Regions from separate parts of the Ovis aries genome. Here region 1 is linked to region 2. A link is a contact called in public Hi-C data. All regions are on one chromosome and are shown on one strand. Each heading gives the region's core, a stretch centred on a gene start, on an enhancer-like site or on the middle of the called end of the contact. The rest is flanking DNA. Distances are from core to core; before and after follow the strand shown.

Evidence for each region. A called contact is a pair of places that touch in the nucleus more often than the background predicts.
Region 1: a Hi-C map of tail adipose tissue shows a contact between it and region 2, with 5 times the contacts expected there. The contact joins two enhancer-like sites. A contact is called at or near these places in 2 of 16 Hi-C or Micro-C datasets (mesenteric adipose tissue and tail adipose tissue).

The regions. Positions count from the first base shown.
Region 1 is chr16:12,468,309-12,475,503 of ARS-UI_Ramb_v3.0, reverse strand. No RefSeq gene overlaps it. Among named protein-coding and RNA genes, the nearest start is that of CD180, 34 kb to the left of the region's middle. Within about 2 kb of position 3,098, at least 9 of the 54 cell types and tissues checked have an H3K27ac peak or open chromatin away from gene starts, as enhancers often do. A contact at or near this core is called in tail adipose tissue, where this site is marked.
Region 2 is chr16:11,963,127-11,969,919 of ARS-UI_Ramb_v3.0, reverse strand. No RefSeq gene overlaps it. Among named protein-coding and RNA genes, the nearest start is that of PIK3R1, 350 kb to the right of the region's middle. Within about 2 kb of position 1,824, at least 16 of the 54 cell types and tissues checked have an H3K27ac peak or open chromatin away from gene starts, as enhancers often do. A contact at or near this core is called in tail adipose tissue, where this site is marked.

The sequences.
Region 1 (7,195 bases), core at 1,849-4,348, 500 kb before region 2:
GAAATATCCCCTGTGTCCTATGGCTATCACTATTGGATGTGACGTAATATTTGAGAAGAAAGTCACTGTAGATTTTAAAGAGATGCATCGCAAAGGAATCAAGTTCCTAATTTTATACATGTAAGAAGGAAAGACTCTCACTCTGTGATGACAAATCTTGAACCAGCTGGAGGCTAATTATCATAGAAGTAAGAGCGACTAAGAAGCCTTCTGATGGAGGCAGAAGACCTGGGTTTATGCTAAAGTTTTTGATGTGGCCTCCGGTGCTCTGAAGCATTGACAGGAATGCCATGGATTTCATTGTTTCTTTGCTCATTTGTTCACAGTATATGTTATGAAGGGCTCTCAAATGCCCACTGTAGCAATGCAGATCAGAAGACTCAGATACGCTGCCAGCTGCCAGCCTTCTTTGTTTATGAGAAAGGTGTGCTGTTTACATTCTAGCTGATTAGTTGTGTTTTCAGGATAACATCTTTGGTAAAAGGGCCACCTGCTTGTTGTTGCAAATGCACTGTTGCCATTTGCCTGTTTTGCTAATGATTTGCTGCACTTGAAACATGGTGTGACTTGGTCTGGTTCCCAGCTCCTGAGACCACAGCAAACACAGGCAGGTACCTGCTTGACTCTCCAAGGCTGCAGACATTTCTTGGCATGTGTTGTGCAGCCCACGCTGAACTTCCTGGGCCATCCCACACCCAGTCATTGGGCCCTCACCTGGAGGGCTTCAGGGAATCTGGGGAAAACTTTGTGGATTTGGGCTCAAGGTCAAGTGATCTGTTTTAGACTTTAGGAAACTTAGCTTAGGGAATACTAAAAGTGCTCATAAAGAATGTTTGGAGGGTTGGCTTGCAGTTGGTTTGTTAATGCGACTTCAGAAGCATATCTTGTCTTGCTATCTGATCACTTGATTATTTTCAACATGATATTTCCTTTTTTCTTAAAAAAAAGTTTGTCCCTGACAGTAGAGCATTGGCAAGAATGTAGTCTTCAGTGAATTCCTGGAATATGCCTTTTGCTTTTCTTTTATTATGATGTCCCATCTCTCCTCAACATAAAAAAACAACAGAGGAGAAAGGGAAGTCTAGGATAAATACATTCAGCATCAGAAGTCAAACAGATATTTGGATTCCAAGTTCAGTACACTGTTTTAGCATTATGAATAGTCAACCAAGTATTTAATAGTTAATCAATGAGGACCTGAGATTGTGGCTTCATTTTTTAAAATTAATTAATTTGTTTTCATTGGAGGATAATTACTTTACAATACTGTGGTGGTTTTTGCCGTACATAGACATAAATCAGCCACGGGTGCACGTGTGTCCCCCCATCCTGAACCCTCCCCCACCTCCCTCCCCACCCCGTCCCTCCAGATTGTCCCAGGGCACTGGCTTTGAGTGCCCTGCTTTGTGCATCAAACTTGCACTGGTGATCTATTTCACACATGGTAATATACATGTTTCAGTGCTATTCTCTCAAATCATCCCACCCTCGCCTTCTCCCACAGACTCCAAAAGTCTGTTATTTATATGTGTGTTTCTTTTGCTGTCTTGCATATAGGATTCTCATTACCATCTTTCTAAATTCCATATACATGCATTAATATACTGTATTGGTGTTTCTCTTTCTGATTTACCTCACTCTGTATAATAGGCTCTAGTCTCATCCACCTCATTAGAACTGACTTAAATGTGTTCTTTTTAATAGCTGAGTAATATTCCATTGTGTACGTGTATCACAACTTTCTTATCCAGTCATCTGCCAATTGACGTCTAGGTTGCTTCCATGTCCTAGCTATTGTAAACAGTGCTGCAATGAACATTGGGGTACCCGTGTCTCTCTCAATTCTTGTTTCCTCAATGTGTATGCCCAGCAGTGGGATTGTTGGGTCATATGGCAGTTCTGGTTTCATTTTTGAGATTCACATACACCAAAAACTAGGGAGCAACATCTGAGGGCACATTTATCATTAGCTTACTTATGCACAACCTCATTCCATAAAGGGAAGGAAATGTTCTTTAACAATGACATGCACAATAAATAATGGCAAAAGTGAACTGGAGGAGCTGGAAGATCTAGATGGGGGAAAAGACTGATGCAGACTGAGCCGAAGGACTCAGTTATGTGAGGGCTCATCGGTTGTTGCAGTCTGTTTTGCTCTGTGGCAGCAAGCCAAGCTGAATTCAAGTGTGAAAGGACCACAGACAGAAAAGAAGAAGCTTTCCCTGATAAAAATATCCTCTCAGTGCATAGAATATTCATCACCACTCAATTCACTGCACCCTAGAAAGTGAAACAATTTAATAGAGTTAATTTCCCTGTGTAGGAAACCAGCATTTATTGTTAGAGGCTGGGGCTCGAAGCAGGCAACTTTGTTGGTGAAAGGAGGTTAAGTTGGGAGGTTAGTGCCCTGAAGCTGAGACCAGAATGGGTGACGCAAGAATCTTGGCCCAGGGAGGGTGGCAGCAGTGTGCGAATGGGGAGCTCTGATGACAACTGTGACCTACACCACAGTTTTTTCCCCTAGTATTGGTCCTAGTGTAATAAATTACAAAATGAAAGGAGGCAAAGGATTGCTTGGTAGAGAAATATGTACTCTTAGTCCTAAGGAAAGAAAGCTGTCAAGGGACGCCCTCTTTCTACAGAGTAATTTGTTGGTCTTTAGTTATAACAGGGTCATTCCAATGAAGCCAAACCAAGGCATGTGGAAGTGAAGAATTTAGGTTAGCCTGATTTTATTTCACAGTCTTTTGCAAACTTTCATGGGTCATATTGTGATGCAAGGCATTTATGTCTGCAGATGACCTTAGGTGCCCTCTCTGGGTGGCTTGGCAATGATGCAGCCGGCCCCCAGGGACTCCCCTTGCCAGGGAGAGGGGCTGTAGGCCTGAGCTCAGCTCCTTACCTGAAGCATGGCCTTTCTCCTGAGTGGGGTGGCCTGCAGTCCTGCATGGATCTCAGATCTCTGGATGCTGGGTGCTGGCTTGCCCTGATAATTCTAGTAGACAGCTGGCATCTAAAGCTGCCCCGCCTCGCACCAGGAACCTGTCTGCTCTTCCTATAACAGTGTCACCTTCTCCTGTGTGGCCTTATCAGAGGCAGAGAGGAAAGGGGCTCGGGGTCCTTGACTGGGACGTAAGCCACACTGCTTGTCTAGTAGGATGCTCTGGCCCCCTCTCCGTGGAGACAGAGGGTGACCCCACCTCCTCTAATGTTGTGAGCCTAGCCGTGCAAGCCTCCACTTCCCTCAACGAAGCCCTTTCTTTAACTTATATTCTGTGACATTGCCCTTCCCTCTAAGGTCCTTACAGACAGATCGCCATCCATGAGATCCATGTTTAGGACAGTTGTGAAGGTAACGAGTGATAGTCCTTATATCCTAGGTTTAAATCAGGACTCAGAGGTCCTTCCAAAAACTTACAGCAAAATGGCATTCACTTCATGATTGAAGATCCTCTTGAGTGCAGGGTGAGCTCTCAACCTGGAGCTAACTGGCTCTTCTTAGGCTTCGTTACAGCCTTAACGGTAAAATGCTTCCTCTATTTAAATTCTAATCTCAGCCCTGCTAATGTGCTGCTCTCTGTAGGGAAGTACTAAGCAGGCCATAAAATGAAGTGTTTATGATCAGATTTCATACTAACTCCTGAATGAAAGATGCGGAGCACTCTGGGTGGTCTCGTCAATGCAGTCAGCATCACTAATGATTATTTATCCATCTCAGACTGGGCGTTCTGCTCCACTGGCTATGTGCTGAGTGGATCCTAGTACTGGTAACGAATACGGGTTCTAATGTCATGGAAACAGCAAATCTTATACAAGTGGAAAGTCATCACTCAATTATTTTTCTTTTTATTGTTGTTAGAACATTAGTTAATTCAATTCTGTCCCCTGAATTGAATTTTAACTAGGATTAGTTTTTATGACTGTGAAAGACATTGCTTATGAATGAGGGAAAATAGGGACTGAGCTGGTTTTTCACAAGTCTTTAAGCTTTGTGCCTGAACATAGCAGAACTTGTTTTTGTTTTCATTTCTAATTAACATAGTTTATTATGTAGATTCAAATAGGTCATGAGTCCATAATATCCTATAAACAGAACATCTGCTTAAAATCAAAGGCTCCGTTATGTGTTTAGCTCACTTATAGATATTGAGCACTGTCTACCATTTTCAGTATTAAGGAAGGATTTTATTAAGCTTTAGACAAAAATATTAAGTAAGATATAACATTGAGTGCTAATTAAGTTGAAGAGCCATACAAAGAGAGAATAATTCTAATAATAGACTGAGGATTATACATTATAGGAAGATTTGCTCTTTTTAGTTTTTTTTTTATTGCTAGCTGCATTGAATTTTATTAATCATTAATTATGCTCTTAAGTTCAAGACATGTGTGGGTCAATATTTTTAAATAAGATGAACATCCAGGAACCCACTGTCCATTCCCTGAACAAGGACATAACTGAAACTAACATCTGCTCACATGGTTACTCTTTATAGTAAAGTAGCCTGTATTGCCTTTATTGGTTGCTTTCATTATTATTATCATACTTATAATTTTCTTGAGCTAAGCAACACTTGCAGATACATTTTAGAACTATATTGGCTATTCAGTTTTATACCCCCAGACTATGTAAACTGCATGTCATAGAAGATTAAACGAATACAACCAAATCTGTGTCCTTTTGACCTGTCAAATGTTGTCATGCTTCTCTGGGGGTCCTCTATTTTCAGTTGCAACCTCAGCTTCATGCTTAATGAGAGAATTGTACTCCTAGCAGGTGTCAACACCCCATGTTCCTAGGCTTCGTAACAGTTCAGTTCCCATCTTTAGCTGATTCCTTTGTTCATCCGTTCATTTATTTGGAGAACATTTCTTGAGAACTGAGAACTGAGCTTGCCTCTAGGGTTCCAGATGCCAAGCTGGGGAGAGAGAGTTGCAAAGAGATCACTATAACAGGAAGGGATGCTTCTGACAGAAGCTCTGTTTGGTCAAGAGGCCAAGGGCTGTGCTGTCTGTCCTGGAAGGATTAGGGAAGGCCCAAGCAGCTCATTTTTCATATGGAGAGGTTTTTGGGTGAAGAGAAGTGGAGGTTTATGCAACAGTGAATGAAGTTACTCTAATGGAGAACAGGAGGGAGACTTGAGACTTTTTAGGCGCCTCTTGTTTCTCTGAAAGCCCACAGGTCTTATCAAGTTGTTTATACCTGCTCGTAGCCAGAGAAAGAAAAGTATGAAATTGTGCTGAGACCCCATCCCTTGGCTAGGGTTTATTCTGTAGGATACTACAGGAGCTACATTTTGTGGGCAAACGGAAAGATATACTTCCAACTGTCTCAGAATGTGCAATGGGCAGATAGAAAGAACAGCAAGCATAGAATCGTGAGAAGTCTTTGTGGTTCTAACATCTAACCCCACAGATAGAAAGTGTATTGCAATGTCAGTAATATTACAATGCTGGACCAGAAGTCATTGCCCTTCTATCTTTTACACACCACTCAATTCTGTGTCTTTTCTGCAATAGAAATACAATGTGTATTTGGAAGTCCCCCAGAATCAAACAGAATACAGTGTCTCTTGAAGTTTCTGCTTCATCTGCTTGTTAGAGACAATGGGAGGAGAGACCAGTGAATAAAGATTATAAAAGTATCATTTGGGTGCACAATCTACATAATGATGTCGTAGCAACAGTCCCTTGTTTCTTACGGTAATCAAGTCAAAGGCTTATCATCATGTGACTCTATAGCCAGACCAGACAGCAGATTTCTGTGGACCTGAGTCTCTCAATTAGATTTCTGTGGCCTTGCCACAGGAAGCCATCAGAGGTTAAAGACTTAATTTTTCTCAGTGGTGTGTCCTGAAGAAAAATGATCAGTACGCAGTTTTCCGAACTGCCTCTCTGTCTGGTAACATTTTATTTTCTCTGCTTTCTCCTACCATTGACATTACGGTTCTTCCTTGTTACAATCATGATGAATGCGGGGTGGGGGGAGGTGGAGGGCGGTGTTTTCTTGTTCTCACTTTCTAGGATTATCCTCTGGTTAGGAGAGTCTGCCCTGGGTGCCAGAAAGCCATAGCTCATCTGGACTGGCCCGGAATCTGTGAAGAGCCCTCTGTGGTAGTTACCCAGGTTGGGTTCACAAATGACACTTCTTCCCCCTCAGAAACTTTAGTCTTAAAGCCATCCTCGTCTCATGGTAAAGAAAGCTATTCAGAAGTTTTATTTAAACTTTCTCTTAGCAGATGGGCTGCTCTCATGGAATATACTGAAAATTATTTTCAGATTTCAAAGAGACTACCCAGTACTTAGTGGGCAAAGGTAAGACACAGCAAGGCAGTGAGCGATGAGGAGCAGGGCACGTCAGACTGACACTCTAAAGAGTTTAAAGGGTTCTTTTCATGCGGAAGCTTTCTATTCTCAGGAGTATTAGAATAATGTCTTATTTGACTTCTTTCAACTCCATGGTGGCCTCAGAAGGTGGAGATTTTGATATCCTGTACTTGCCAATCCTTACCTTCAGGATCTGTGCCCTGGGAACAGACCATGATATATAATGATGCCTGTAGAAAGAGGCAGGGAGACCTAGAAACCCAAGAACTGGGTTCCATTTCTGCATCCTCCTTTGATTTTTAAAGTGAATGGGATTGGCTTTTTAAATTCATTTCACTTATACCAGTTTTTTATTTAGTAAAAGTATGGCAACTCATGTTTACCTCTGACACCTTCTGGGACAAGGTGGGAAAAGGTGAAGAGAGTCCCTGTTCATCACCCCACACATGGTGGGGGCGATTATCCCTCCCCTTCCCTCTGAAGACACATATTCACAGAACAAAAGCACTGAAAATCTTTTCTGAGTTATGATTGAATTAATAAACACTTTAGCAAGATTTACTGACTTTCTTACAAATTCTCATTTACTCCTCATTACAACCCTACAACGTGGATAATGTTTTTATCATTCTGTTCTACAGACAAGAACACAGGGGCGCAGAAAGGCTAAATAATTTGCCTGAGGTTTCACAGCTAGTAAGATGTGAAAAAATACTCAAAGTCTCAGAATATTGCTTTCTTTAGGGTCTTTGGGGTCTTTGTTCCATGTTGAATAGGGATTCAAGCTCAGTAGTATGCTCCAAAGTGCATGTTTTGAGTCCCTGAGCTTCACTTGCACTCCTGACTGGGGCTGGCTGGCCCATCTCTT
Region 2 (6,793 bases), core at 575-3,074:
GCCACTTGTAAGGTTAATGGATCCGTTAATATCTCTTAGTGATTTGGAAACAGCAGACTATTCCCTTCTCAACATGTATATTATACTAGCGGTTGACTTGCTCAATAAGCAGCTGTTTTTTTCTTACCAAGGGCTGTTAGCACCGGTAGGTGGTATGAAATGGTGTTTCTCTACAGTAGCTCTCTCTGGACTTTTGACAGGCTTAGCTACATAATTTGTATGGTCCAATGCAAAATGAAAATGGGGTCCTTCTGTTCAAAAATTATTAAGAATTTCAATAGGATGACAGAGCATGAAACATAAGTACAGGGTGCTTCTAAGCAAGGGGTCCTGACAACTGTACAAGAGCACACCCACGAAGCTAGTCCTGCTGATGGGGAAACCAAATCAGTGTGAGTAAGCTATGACTAAGGCAGAACTGCTAAATCTGGGCACAATCAATCAGCGTACTGATCATGGATGACCAGTTAAGGGTCATGTATATATACATATACGTATGTTGGTGTTCAGTCGCTCAGTCGTGTCTGACTCTTTGCAGCCCCATGGATTGCAGCATGCCAGGCTTCCCTGTCCTTCACCATCTCCCAAATCTTACTCAAACTCATATATCCGTTGAGTCAGTGATGCCATCCAACCACCTCTTCCTCTGTCATCCCCTTTGCCTCCTGCCTGCAATATTTCCCAGCATCAGGGTCTTTTCTAATGAATCACCTCTTCATATCAGGTGGCCAAAGTATTGGAGATTCAGCTTCAGCATCAGTCCTTCCAATGAACATTCAGGGTTGATTTCCTTTAGGACTGACAACATACACACACACACACACACATATATATATACATGTAAAAATATATTTACAACATAAATATAAATTTGTACAATGTTTAACATTACATTTTCACTATACACACACACACACATACATATATGCAGACATATATGATTAAACTATGTAGAATAGAGTTCTGAAAACATCTTGTGTGATAGCCTTGGGTGAATAAACTAGAAAAAAGTCATTTGCCACAACCCATAAATCATGTTATGCTTCTGTGAGGCATCATTCAACAACTATTCTCTGAGTCTCTATTTTGGGCCAGATACTTTTTGCAGTGTGAGCATATAACAGCAAACAAAATAAACAAAGCCCCTGCTCTCAGAGAGCTTTCATACTATTGAATTTCTGAAATTTCGACTGATCTGTTCAGTCTTGATGTAGTTTTTATTTCATGTTGAAACCCCTGGCTTTCCTTCGTTTATTCAGACCAGAAGCAAAAGTCTCAGAACTTGGTTATTCTTGTCACTGTTTAGAACTGAATAGAACCAGGACTCTCTGGAAAACAATGTGCTGAAAGTCTGTCCTTGAGAGCGTTCCAAGCTGAAGACACTCCTAGGAGCACTTCCCCTAAGGCCAAAGGCTTATTTGCTAACAGCAGTTCACAAGGAAGAAGACAGCCCGCTTATCTTTGGTAAGAGGACAGCTCTCATGATACCGAGTGACACAGGATCACCCTAAGAGTCAACAGCATCCATCTTACAGAAATCAACAACCCTTGCTTTTCCCCTTCCAAACAATTTACTGGTCTGGTTTGGCCTTTCTGTGCCACATTCCGTTCCAGAACCCCAGCTAAAATGTTCTCAAGGGCTGACCAGAGATCCCTCCTCCTTTCCCCGGGCTGGTACAACTTGACCGCTGCTTGACATCAAGGTCAACTGGAGACTGGGAACAGTTATGTAACTGCATTATAAATTGAATTAGAGCTGTGCATGAGCCCAGACCAAGTAACCAGGGCAGCTCCAGGCAAGAGCAGCAACGTGTCCCCAGGAGACAGCATTGGAGGAATCCTTTTCTGGGGAAAGGAAATAATGTATCACAGGCAGCAACAAAAAAATCCCTTCCCAGCCCCTCCCAAGTCCAGGCAGGCTGCTGCCCTGTCATGTGAGGAGCAAGAAAGAGGCATTAAGTGCAGAGGAAGCTGGTGGCTATGTGGCAGTGGGTATTGAAGAAGCACCAGGCATAATACGCACACACACACACACACACACACACACACAATGAAGAAAAGAAATCAGTTTTAATATCAGAACAGACACCACCCATTACAAGAGCACTAAGAAGGCTTACTCATGGGGAGGAAAAAAGCCACTGGCAATCATCTGTGCATTGGAAGATGGACGGGAGAACTTATTACAAGAGAGTCCCTCTGCTACTAGATTCTGAAATGACCCTGATGCTGGGAAACATTGAAGGCAGGAGGAGAAGGGGATGGCAGAGGAGGAGGTGGTTGGGTGGCATCACCAACTCGATGGACATGAGTTTGAGCAAGCCCCAGGAGTTGGTGATGAACAGGGGAGTCTGGCATGATGCAGTCCATAGGGTTTCAAAGAGTCAGACACGACTGAGCGACTGAACTGAACTGAACCCCCTGCTACCAGCCACCTGTTGTTCTAGAGAGAATATGTCCATATGGGTCTTAAAATGTGGGGCTGAAACATCTTTTGATGCCTCTGATAACCCAGGACATTCTTCCCCAAAGTAAGATGTCATACTGGAGGTGGGGTGGTGTGGAAATAGTAGCTGTTTTTTGTGTTTTTTTTAAACAAGCAAATAAATACAGAGGTAACTTTTGAAATGGTAAAAGGCGCTGGGATCACAGTTTAACCTTGGTCTATGATTGCATCTTTAGAATCAAATGAGAAAAGGCAGAGTAATGTGCAGCTGAAAGCTTAAACTGTGTAGTTCACTGATGGGACCAAACCATAGTTCCATCTTTTACTGAGTACTTGACATGTGGCCAGGTTCGAAAACCCCCTCTAAGCTCCAGCTTCCTATGTGCAGAAAGGGATAATTACAGTACCTACCTCAAAGGGCTTTTGTAAGATTTAACTACATCGAATGCAATAGCATTTGAAAACTAGTCACACAAAGACTTGAAATGCTAACAACAATTGCTGCTGCTGCTGCTGCTGCTGCTGCTGCTGCTGCTGCTGCTGCTGCTGCTGCTGCTGCTGCTAAGTCGCTTTAGTCATGTCTGACACTGTGTGACCCCAGAGACGGCAGCCCACCAGGCTCTGCTGTCCCTGGGATTCTCTAGGCAAGAACACTGGAGTGGGTTGCCATTTACTTCTCCAATGCGTGAAAGTGAAAAGTGAAAGTGAAGTTGTTCAGTCGTGTCTGACTTTTAGCAACCCCATGGACTGCAGCCTATCAGGCTCCTCCATCCATGGGATTTTCCAGGCAAGAGTACTGGAGTAGGGTGCCATTGCCTTCTCCGAACAATAATAGCTAATGGTTCTTAAATGTTTTAAGTGGTTTACATGTACTAATCCATTTGCTTTTCACAATAATCCTCTGAAAGATACAGAGAGGTTTAGCAAATTTGCCCAAGTTTGCCTATCTAGTGAGTTGCAGAGCCAGGATTTGAACCCAGGCAGTGGTTTTCACATCCATATTCTAAACCTAGAATGTGTTGATGAAGGAAATGGGGCTCATGAAGTTATATATGTGTAATAAATTATAGGTTTTAATATCTGGCAAGGCCAGTGCCTAAGAGGTGTTCATTGCCCATGCATATTCTCCACTAGAATTGGTGTTCTAGAGACATGCTCTCCGAATGTGTGCCAAGGCGGCTGTGTTCTCAAATGTGAGCATGAGCAGAACGTGTTATTCTTTTGCTTTATGCCTGGAATAGGGCAAAATGACTATTGTACAGTAATTTAGGAGGCTGTATGACACAGTCATTAAGTGCATGAACTCTGCAGTCAGGCTGTCTGGGTTTTCATCCCAACGAAAAGTGAAAAAGTTAAAGTGTTAGTTGCTCAGTTGTGTCTGACTCTTTGCTACCCTATGGACCATAGCACTCCAGGCTCCTCTGTCCATGGGATTCTCTAGGCAAGAATAGTGGAGTGGATTCCCATTCTCTTCTCCAGGGGATCTTCCTGACCCAGGAATCGAACCTTGTTCTACTGTATCACAGGCAGATTCTATCGGAGCCACCAGCGAAGTCCAATACCAGCACACAGTAGTTCCGTGCCTTGGACTAGTCACTACACATACCCAGGCTCAGTTCCCCTATAAAGGATAGCGTACTAGCACTTGTTTCCCGTGCTGTGCTTAAGATTAGATGAGCCAGTACACAGAAGCTGGCTCAGCACAATACATGGCGACTCTTAAGTGCCCTATCACTGTGGACTGTTGCTGATCTTTCTGCCATTCACCCCGCCAGGCCCAGAGATACAGCAGCAACAGGCCAGGCTGCTGCTTTCACGGCATTTCCATGAAATGAGGAAGCAAGTAAATAAACAACAAAGATGTAGATTGCGAAAAGCGTTAGAGAGGGCAATATACTGCAGACCGAGAAACTGGTTCTCCGAGGAGGTGATAGTTAAGCTGAGCCTTGAAGGAATGAATGGTGAGCAGAGGACAGAGGCCCTAGAAGAGGAAAGTAAGTGCCAAGTCCCTGAAGCAAAAAGGCACTCGCCACATCCATAAGACAAGACGGAAGCTGTAGTGGTGTGAGAACAGCAACAGGGGCGTTGGCCAGGCTCACCCAGCTCTGGTGAGCAGAGGAAGGTGATGTCCCATCTCCCCCAGTTCTGTTTGCACCCACTGATTGCCACTGGGCCTGAGGAGCATCCTGAAACTGAAACCTGTTCACCCTGGAATTCAGTCACCCATTGTATCAGCTTATTGAGGTGGTCCCAACAAGGAAAAAAAATCTTTGAAAAGTGAACCCAAACCAGAAACAGGCTTGAGCATTGTGGGAGAGTGACAGTTCCAGATTATACATGATAAAGGACTCCACAAGTCATCTTGATCCAGACACCCTTGCATTGTTTTTGGGAAGAGAGGTGTGTGTGTTCACTGAAAGAAATGCAGCATTAGGTACACGGAGCTTTGGCTATAGTCTGAATAGTCCCAGTTGGCTACCAGGACTCAAATAACCTTACTGAGAACCCCTCCCCAGCACCAAGCTTAGCTTAAAACTGAGTGTCCCCTTGTCACTTTGCGAGAGTGGTGGCAAGATCTCCAGCCATAAGGCACAGTCATCATCCAGTTTCTCCACCATGGGCACCATGAACAGGAACCTTGAGCTTACAACTCTTTGAAAGTGGCTGTCACAGTAGCTTTAACTTCAGAGATTCCAACGCACTGGTTTGGTTGGCCAGCAATGGCAAGATACAGCAAAATCTAATTTGGGGGCATGTGAATATCTTGATAAGTTTCTGGAAATATTTAGAGAGGGATCTATAAGACTGGCCTTCTCACACTTTAGCAGGTGGGACTTAAGAACCACCATGTACATTTGTAGAGTGACATTAAAAAGTGGTCACATTTCAGACAATTTTAACTATATTTTTATATTCATATTTGAACTGAGACTCATTAGATGGATGAAAACTATCAGGCCATCTTATTTTCATTTGAAAACAAGCAATTTTCTAATCTCACCTTCAATTTGTTTCCTTATTGGACTTCCTAGGAAGTGATAATGAGAGAATAAAGGCTGAAGTTTAGAAAATAGACCAGAAGCATGAGAGCCAGGGTCTCACCCTCTCATCTGAATTAGATGGAGATGGTCAGAGTGAGCACCACTTTGCTTCTGATAGAAGCCATCCCAACCCTCCACTCAACTCCTACACTTGTAATCTAAGATGAGTTTAACATACCTGACAGGGCATGGAGATATGTTTTATTGCTCTTTCCTCAAAAATTGCTTCTCTAGCATCACTTACCAGTTACCCCTCACCCCTAGACAGACCTCAATGGGTGTGTTTTCACCCATAAACAAGTACATGATTATCAGGGTATTTGATTTTTAAGAGTTGAGACTGCTTAATTCATCTTGATCAAGTAATGCTTGCTTGATAACACTTTATGCTGTATTCACAAATCCTTTTCATTCATTTTTTTGACTTTTCTTTAATAGCAGATGAGAAAGGAAGACAAGCAAACATTATCTTAAATGGTGATTTAGTCACGAAGTCATGTCCAACTCTTGAAACCCCATGGATTGTAGCCCGTCAGGCTCCTCTGTCCATGGGATTCTCCAGGCAAGAATACTGGAGGGGGTTGCCATTTCCTTCTCCAATCCTTAATCAATAGATGAATAAAATTGACTTTCAAAAGGTTAAGGGACATGCTCAAAATCTTACTACTAGGAAGCAGCAGAACCAGAACATGGATCTACATTTTCTGCTACAAAATTCTCAGTTTTTTGCATAAAGTTTTCTGCACACGTATCCACCCAATGCAAATGACCACTGTCATTCCCATAGGAGTTTCCTGAGAGTTGCAGGACAAATGCCACGCCAAGATCCTTACATTTTATTCTCAACCTCTCATCCCCCTGCTCCTTTCCAAAATAAAATTACCATACTGATGTGATATAACACAAACAGCTCAGAGCTGGAGGTAAGGAGGTTAAGGCTTTTTTTACAGGGTCCTCACAAATGGCACATATAAAGTACAGGACGTGTTATTTTTCCTAAAGGAACTTATAGTCTAATCTTCTCATTGTTTGGGGGTCTAATGAAGCAAACTCTGCAGCTGTCTAAAATGCTGGCCCATGACGGGCTCTGTAGGGGTAAACAGCAGTCCAGGCAAGTCACACCACCCTCAGAGTATGTCCTCTCATCTGTGAACTCATCAGATCCTAAAATGAACTGAAGCAACAATTTCACAATCATCTCTTCCCTTACTGCTCCCTGTGGCCCCTAGTTTGGTCTTTTTCCCGGTCTGTAGTCCCTTCCTGGCTCCAGACAGACAACTCTAGGAACCCCTGCACCCCCATCAAT